Regions from separate parts of the Gossypium hirsutum genome. Here region 1 is linked to region 2. A link is a contact called in public Hi-C data. All regions are on one chromosome and are shown on one strand. The core of a region is the stretch at or near the end of the contact, and the rest is flanking DNA. Distances in the headings are between cores, read along the strand shown.

The links. Hi-C and Micro-C count contacts between places; a contact is called where the count stands out from the background.
Region 1: a contact with region 2 is called in a Hi-C map of leaf, with 2.2 times the contacts expected there. The contact joins the promoter of LOC107901202 here to the enhancer-like site in region 2. A contact is called at or near these places in 8 of 34 Hi-C or Micro-C datasets (hypocotyl, leaf, petal and 1 more).

What each region holds. Positions count from the first base shown.
Region 1 is chrD06:9,625,805-9,630,303 of Gossypium_hirsutum_v2.1, reverse strand. LOC107901202 (sodium/pyruvate cotransporter BASS2, chloroplastic) reads right to left here and starts at 2,562. Exons shown (of 13, transcript XM_016827100.2): 1 at 1,950-2,562; 2 at 1,760-1,874; 3 at 972-1,089; 4 at 840-881; 5 at 644-757; 6 at 473-535; 7 at 53-180. The coding sequence starts at 2,064.
Region 2 is chrD06:9,568,559-9,573,557 of Gossypium_hirsutum_v2.1, reverse strand. No RefSeq gene overlaps it. Among protein-coding and RNA genes, the nearest start is that of LOC107901199, 3.5 kb to the right of the region's middle. Within about 2 kb of position 2,342, at least 3 of the 9 cell types and tissues checked have an H3K27ac peak or open chromatin away from gene starts, as enhancers often do. A contact at or near this core is called in hypocotyl and leaf, where this site is marked.

The DNA of each region.
Region 1 (4,499 bases), core at 1,313-3,812, 57 kb before region 2:
TGCAAGTAAAAGATCCCAAGGCTACTCTATCCAACAAAAGCATTGATCTTACGTAGTCATGAGAACGGAAAGTGCTACATTCCCCTTAGATATATAGGTTGCAACATTTGATGCCTGACCGCCAGGGCAACATGAGACCAAGATAAGACCAGTTGCAAGTGGAGCAGACAGTTTCAAAGTCTGAAAATCACATAGATGTTGTTCAGCATTCATGGAAGCCTACTAGACAGCATTATAGAGCTGAGAAATCACTTTACACATAATGCAATCTACATTACATTGGCTTTCATTTGAAAACCCAAATTTGGATACCGTATATCTTATTTCTGCAGTCTTCAACCAACCTCTTTATCAGATGATTTCTCAGTATATGAATTGAATAAAAGTTTTCAACAGTATTCTATTAAGCAAATCAAATAGTATTAAACTAGCCTAAAATAAGGTATTGACACAAAAGAAAATTTCGAATTACCATTGCAATGACAAATCCTAGAAAAGGCTTGATTAGGTACTGAGCAAGAAATCCTACACCTACCTGCAAAATTGAAAATTAATACTCTTAACCATTTGACACTAAAATAGGATCAGTTCTGTTCTATAAGCAGTCTACTAACTAAAATCATATGTGAATACGTTGCCTTACAGTCCATGGGTTCCGTAGACAGCGTCTGAAATCCTCAAAAGTTAATGTCAAACCCATTGAAAGCATGAGGAAACCTAGTCCAACAGTGAAAAGATCTGTCTCCAACCATGTTACCTTCAAGAGGGAATAAATGGTTAGGTAGCTAAGCAACATTTGAATAATCATTCACTAAAAGAAGCAGAGAATTGAATATTACCGCAGCTGGCTTGTATATGCCGATAATAGTTCCCAAAATAACCTGTTCAGTAAATTAAAGTTATAATGTAAAGCTAAAGATGAAAAATCAGGTAGAGTTTTGTCAGACACACTAACAGAATAAAACACGCACCCACACAGGGAAAAGAGTTGTCAAAGTTTCAATTATTCTCTCATACTTGCTCATCCCACTTGGTGTAGGAATATCTCCGGATACATTGGCAGCAGCATTGCAGATAACTTGGGGACCCCTGGATATAGAGATTCGATCATTCTTAAGTGCTAAAAAAGGAGTGCACAAATTGGAAGCTAACTTTGATAACGTCGCCTAGGGTACAAGGACCTAAGCAAAATCCTAAAAATCAAATCATGCAGCTAAGTTGGTTGTCTAAACTGATTTCATTTCATTTTTCCTATCATTTTCAGAAAATATATTTTTTTCTATTTTCTCCTTTCTGTTTCGTCCCTCAGCAGTCTCTACTCAGTTGTTTTTCCGGCCAAGCTCCGCCGTCGGAGAATTCTCCAGCCTCCGGCGGTGGAGCAACTGTCAACTGCGGCCGTATGGTTCAAAAACCTCCCTTTTCGAAAAAAAGCAAAAAAAATTGAAATCTTTTTATTTCTTTCTTGGGTTTTTCAGATTAAAAAAAAGAAGAAGATAATAGGAAGGGCTAACGAAAACAAGCTAGCCACCTTGCAAGGATCTTGAAGGCAACCTATTTTTACTAGTCTTACTTCCTTCGTTGCCAAAAGGCATAAAATGGCACTTAGCACTAAACCTCTTTTTCTATATATACATATATAAATCACTCCCATAATTTATAATTATTAAATCAGCTAGCTTTGCGTCATTGGCTTGCAGGTCCCAAGTTTTTATTAATGAATATAACACTGAAACATGCACTCTCCCGACTTGGAAACCACCTTGAAGCAGGAGTTATCGAGGCAGGAGCTGCAAGAGAAACAAGGGGACCACTTGGCTTACGTTGAATTGCAAAACCTTTTCCATTCTCAGGCAAAGAAATGCCAGCTCTAACATCTGCAGATTCATATAAAAAGATGTGATAAACAAGCAACTAAAGACAACCCAGAAAGCAATCATCAAAGACAATACCCAGATGAGCTCTCCGTAGCGTTCTGGAAGGAACCAAAGACGATGATGTTCTGCACACGGCATGATGTTTATGAAAATTGCAATCTTTGACAACAAACCTAGACAAAGTAGCCATCTTGAATTGAAACACAAAGAAAATATAAATGTTTGGCCAAAACAGGGGTTTACGCAGGGTTTAAGAGTTTGATGAACTCGATTTGATCCGTGGGGAGTGAAGGGGGGTTATTGTGAGTGAGGTGTTTAGGGCCACTCGTTGCTCATCCGGAATAGCAGGGACAAACATAATAACGGATATCGATGTAACAAAGGAAGCTGACGTGTAAACCGAGGAGCCACATGTGATGATCACCTAATTGAGTGCATCCAAATGGTGCTGGTTAAGGGCGTCAATCAACTTGTTGCTGCTGACTTCTGATTTGTCTCTTGACGTGTTTTTCGCCTGTTGTCGTTTACGTTAAATTCTAAACCTCTCCGCTTCTCGTCTGCTATAATATAACCGAAATATAGTGTGCCATACAACTTCCTCTTGAAGTCTGAAGACATGTTTTCCTGGTGAAATTCGTCACAAAAGTTAAATGAATATCAACTACATCTGACCAATGGTCGGCCATTTCGCTTAAGTTTGAAAATTCACTTGAATAAATTTAAGTAAAAATAAATTTGAACAAATATAAGACTTATTTTCTAAATATGCCAGAACTTGAATAGGATTTTTTGGTTTGAACTCAGCCCAACTCGAATTACATGCTGATATATTTCTTTTTCCTTTGTTGCCTACCTTTTGAAACTAACATCTGCAGGTTTCTATCTTATGGATCCAAGGAAAGTAAATTTGAAGAAGTTAATCCATTTTTTCGAGGAAGAGAAATTGAAATAAATAGAGTCAGCAAAATATATAGAAATGATATTCGTAACTTTGTATTGTAAAATGATTAAACAAGAAGCTCATGGAAATTAACTTTAAATGCTAATAAATTCAGCTTCAATAAAATTAAGGTATGTTTATAAGAAAACCCCAGTCTATAACGAAGGATGCAAACCGAGTTTTGATTTATTCTTTTATGTATTATATTTTTTAAATTCGTTTTTATATAAAAATAATATAAAAATTTTAATACGAGCGGGGAGATTAGGTTCGAGTTTAATATTTTTAATTTGACTTGGGCTTGATTAGAATTTTAGGGGTCTAAATTCTACACCTACTCGATCCAACCAATGATTAGGTTTGATATCAACTCAATTTAAAAGAAATATCAAACAAATAATTATTTTTAGATAATAATGTAACTAAATGCAAATAAGATACGGAAATTCTTTAAAAAAAGATAAATATTAAAATTAGTCATGAACTATTATTTAGTGTGAATTTAACATATGAAATTTGATTTTGTGTGGTTATAAACATTAAACTTTGATTTTGGTTCAAATTTATGAATAATTTTTTTTATTTTGATTTAATTGTATATATTTAAAAGAAATAAATACATCAAATTATTTTTATATTTGATAAGTATAATTATTTATGTACGCAATATAATATGTTAATATAAAATGATGTTATATCAATAATGATGTTACTTGTTTATGCAAATTGAACTAAACACACATAAAATTATACAAAATCAAAATTTATATATTTACACAATAAATCAAAATTCATATATAATTTTGAAATTTATATAAAAAAAAACCACAATCGTTCAATTTTCACAAACTTTTGCAATTGACCCACTTTTTTTTTTAATCTCTTCCAAATATATTTTTTCCTCTTAGTAAGTCCAAACTTTTTAATTTTTCAATAACTATTTTGTCTCCTCGTAAACAAGGATTTTTTTGTCCTTTTCACACTATATGAGTACTACTACATAAGTATTAATTTAATTCTCTTCTATTTATCAAAATTACAAACCTACTAAAAAAAAACTTATGATATTCAAACTTAAAAATATCAAATTTATAAAATAAAAGAATAAAATATTATATATGATATTTAGATTTTTTTATCATTTTAATTAAAAATATATTTATTATAATTTTTAATTACCAAATAATTCTTTACCTATCATACATATTTTTAATACTAAATTTCCAATCACGTGTGTTGTAAGTGAATATCCGCATTATTTAATATTTAATTAATATAAATAATCGTTAATAAAAGAAATTAAAGTATATATAACATATTTAAATCATAATTAAGGCAATTGTATAATTTAAAAAGTTATATTTGAAAATTTTTTAAAATGAATAATTTTAAATAATAAGATTTTCCTTATTAATAAATTTGATTAGTTTATTACAAATATTGATAATATTTCATAAAAATATTCAACTATAAAGTTGTTGAATTATTTATTTAAGATAAATTTTTTATTTGAATAAAAAATCTTTTAATTTATTTATTTTAATGTTGTAAGTCGGCTCAATAACTGAATTTTCTTTTTAGGTCACATTATATCCGAAGTGACTTTTAACATATTGTTTTAATTATCATTAGTTTTCAATGTCACATATATTGCATGCGAATACATGTGTTTATATTTTTATTAT
Region 2 (4,999 bases), core at 1,093-3,592:
ACCTAATATTTTACAGGCCATGGCTAGCTTTATGTTACCATGATGAATATCCAGTTGACCTAAATACAGTTCACCTAAACTTTGCTTCATTCATGATGACACTTTATGTGTTTTAAGGTGGTTAAGTCGACAGGTCTTGGTCTCAGTCTCACTCCAATGATAATCAATTCAATATGAGTGTTCTTAGTGCGCTAAGAAAGATACTGCCGAACTGTCTTCACTTTAATATACTGAGTCCTCGTTGCTCATCACCCAAAAGGTGAAAATAGCTGATATAATGTATATTTAATGATTATCTTAAAGCTCAAGCCAAGCAGTTTCTTGCCTTCTAAGTCCTACATTTGCCCACATTTGCAGTAGAAAGTAGTCCTGGAAAGGGAAAATATAAGTCATAAGGGCAAATTAAAAGCTAGTCTTAGAATATGGAAGTGGCTAACCATTTAACTTGTATGGCATTCCAAGTTCCAACCATAATCATCTCCAATCGAACAACTTAGATCCCAAAACTCCATCTTGTTGTTGGTTGGATCAGCCAAGATGACTTTTAACTTTCAAGTTTCCTTTAAATAGACAACCATCACTCGTTTATTTCTCACCAACCTCAGCGGCATCATAGATTGGGTGTAATTAAATCACATTAAAAGTAAAAGATTGATTCAACAATCTTTCTTATAACAAGAAGTTAATATTACTTATAATCTCAAAATACATCTAAATTGTTAAGTTGTTTTTGATCATTATTAGCTCCATCTAATGATATATTTGTCATATGTGTTATCGCACTCTAGATCTTTTTTTATGTTATTCATTCATCAAGTTTGATTACTTTTTGGAACATAAGTAGCTCCAATTTTTTTCTTTCTACTTCGAGGCGCATTGATTATTAATACATTAAAGTATACAAGTTATTCATATATAGTTTATTCACTTGCTCAAGATTAAAGTAAGCACATAATGAATGTCTTAAGAGAATTAATCTATATATGGATTTAAGATTAATTTATCTTTGGTTTAGTTTAATGTCCTTTCAGGCCGGACTAACACATCTATATATTTACTTAGCTCACTTCAGTAGCCAACACAACTATCTCCTTGTGGGGATTTTAAACAATATAATAGTTTTCGCATAAGTTACTTGCTCCTCGTAACCCCTTGAACTATGAAAATTTTCTTCCAAAATTCAAAATAATATTTGTGATGCAACTTCTTATTAGTTTATCGTAGGTAATTAATTAATCATATTTTCTTATACATGTAACAATTGAGGACATATCGGCATTGATATTTGTATATTTCTACAAAGAATCAATTTTATCATTTTATTAATTCATCAAATATGATGAAATTATTACACTTGGACACAATCATTGTATTATTGTTATATAAAATATTTGAAAACCATATTTTATGATTATTAAAATAAATTTTAAGCAATAATATTTAGTAGTTGCATAATTTAATACACAAACAATTAAAGGATTTGATGTTTAAATTATAACGTTTCGATTGGTTTTCAACCAATACTTGTTGTTACGTAATGGTTTTGGCTTGTGTTAAATGTTTTGTAACAAAATTTGTAGTTATTAAAACGATTAAATTAATTCATTAATAAAATAACTATATTTGGTAATTTATATAATTAAAAACAAATTTTGTATTGTGAAAGACATTTTGGGATAGAACTTGATGCAAGGATAAGTTTTTTTGTAGTTGTAATAAGTTTTGGCATTGCTAAATACATATAGAAATAAGCGATGAGAAAGTAATGTTACATTTGGTGGCATATTCTCTCAAACAGTATCACAATCCAAGGCTTTTATCACTTTGTCCAGCATCCACTTAAGCAACCAATTGAGTATTCCGTAATATGATATCCTTTTGCAATTGGCAGCTGCAGTTAATGTTGCATGATAGATGAACATACTGAAATCTTATGTTTCTTTATCACACATTGCACATTACTAGATATGATCGATTTCTATGTCAAGACAAGTGTCCTATTCAAACTAGCTATGCATCCTTAGAACTGAAGTTTATAGAACCACCCAAAATGTCATCCAATTCTAATCCACCTAAGACAGCAATCACATGGCCCTGCTTTCCCCCTCATCTCTTGCATTTAAATTAGCCTAAGCTAGTAAAACTGCTTGATATGGATACTTGAGTTGGTTCACAACCAATTGCTTGCTCATTTTCTTGCATTTCAATCCAATAATTGCAGCCCAAAGCAAACGCAATCTTTATGAATATTTGTCTCTTGAAAGACACTAATAAAGCGTTTGTAGTCCAACGGTTAGGATAATTGCCTTCCAATCAATAGACCCGGTTCGACTCCCGGCAAACGCATTTCAGAGAAGCTTCTTTTTTATTCGACCCCGGCAATATAAAATGAGCCCAAATTGATAAAATGAAACAAAGTGTAGCTTTTAATTTATATGAATAAAGAATGGTTGGGTTTGCATTTGGTTGAGTAGAGTCACTTAAATGGGCTATTACACCAAAATCTACTATGGTTTTCTTTAGACTCCTAAACAAATTAATATTGGGTTCCTGCTATTACAGAGAAGCAGGCTAAACAAGAAATCAACCTCTGCTACACGAATTTCGCCATTCTACACTAAAATGTTTGTCATTTTAGTACAATTTTAAAATGTATTAAAATAATAATTTTGATCGGTGAAATCAGAATTCAAGTAAAATGGTACCATCCTTGATTTAAAATAATCAATTAAAATTTGATATTTAAAAGAATTTCCCTATTTAGAATAAAATTGTAATGTACCTAACACAGCAATGGCATGGGCCTCTTTACCCTCTTCTATTGCATTTCAATTAGCCTAAGCTAGTAAAACTGCTGGTTATGGATACTTGGGTTGGTTTACAACCGTACACTCTCAAATCTCACACCATACCAATTGCTTCCACATTTTCTTGCGTTTCAGGGGAACCTTTAAAGTCTCTTCATTTAACAAAAATCTATATTTTAATCTGTAAAACAAATAATATAAAATGTTATAATCTAGTATATATTAAAATCTTGATTGAAATGGTGTCATGAATCAATCAGAGACACCAAATTAGTTGAATAATAACAAAATACCATTGTTTACAAAGTAAATTATATTATTTTAAAAGTATTTTTTTTTACATCTTTTACGTTAAAAATAGAAGAATATACACATAATAAGATTTGAACTTAGGACGCTATAATTTTGAATATCTTTATCATTTCAACCAAAGTCTCATTTATTTTTATATTAATTTTTTATAAATATATTTGTTACATCATTCTATTTTCACCCACATCTTGAGCGTATCATATCTAGTATTAATTATGATGTGACACTTCATTAATTTTATGAATAATCCCTTTTAATTTTTTTATGGGTAAATTCAACTTTGATGTAGCTGACAAAACAGTCAGTCTGATTTCAATTCAGTCACTCACCTTTCGAAAAATAATAAATCAGTCACTAACATTATCGAAAAATGACAAATCGGTCACTCATTAACATTTTCCCTCACAGGCTTAATGGGATCGCTGACGTGGCCAGTTAACTAGCTGATGTGACCAGTAAAATTTTAAAATGGGCCAGTAAACTAAAAGATCCTTTTAGTTTAATATGAAATTTTACTGTCCATCCCAATTAACAGCAATTAGTCCTACTGACCAGTAGGATGTCACGTCACTTTTTCATTACGTCTGTAATGAAAAATAGTTAAAATAACTGATTTGTTATTTTCGAAAGTTGAGTGACTAAATTGAAATCAGAGTGACTATTTTGTTAACTGCCCATATACTAAATATATTAATTCAAGTTATATACTTATATTTAGTCTATATTAATATAAAAAAATTGACAAAGTTTAGTAATTAATTGGGTATTATTTTAATTAGTGAAATTTTATAAAGAAAAGTAAATAAAAACAACATATAATTATAAAGATTTTTAGTTTTTTTTCTTTTTACTATTTTAAATTAAAAATCATATTTAAAGTTAAAATAACTATAGATATTTTTAAACACCAATATTTTTAACAGTCAACAACTTCTAATTTTCATTAAAAAAAATTTTGGTGAGAGTAATTGAGAAGTCTTCTTTTTATATGAACTGAATTTAATTACTGGATTAATTTAATCTTTTTATTATTAAAAAGAATTAAATAATGTCATACTAGAACTTACCTAAACATTTACTATTTAAAAAATGACAAGAAAGTTATTTTTCATTTACAATTCAATTCCAAACAAAACATTTCATGTGTAAAATCATAAAAATCGTTCAATATTTACCTCTATTAAACATAAGTGTCATTTTTAAAACCATAAATGTTAGCTCTATTGAAATGCTACTTTATTTGATTCTTTTTAATAATACATGGATTAAATTAATCTATGTAATAATAGAGTGATTAATTTGATTCAATCCCTATCAAAGAGGGACTTGAAAGGTACATTGGCCCAATTTTAGCATACATGTTTCATTTATCAATATTGTTCTTTTTTATTTTTTCATTTCATCTTTCTTTAAACTTTTACAAGTTGTTGGAAGTAATGTTACATAAATGAATAAAATGTGACGAAAGGAAGAGGAAAGAACAAGGTTTGTTGTCCATTAATAGGAATGGATGAAAGGAGAGTAAATTAAGAACCCAATTTCAAACCAAAAGGACTTACTGGAATTCTCCCCATATTCTCATGTCGAAACTTTTTTTTTTAAAAAATGAAAATTGGAGTCGCCACCGATCTTTAATGAGGTGTGATCGGATCACCTTAAAAACAATTTTAGGTCTACGAATTTTGAGAAAACTGGTTCGAGAGTCGGTTACGCACGAGGAAGGATTAGCACCCTCGTGACGCCCAAAATTGGTACCGAATTGATTGTTTAATGTCTTAGTGTCGAAATTTTGAAAAGATTTTAAAATACGATCCTTTGAAGTTTAAATTGGAATAAACCAAATTGAGGAAATAAATTGCCACACTCAGTGAGTTAGGGTG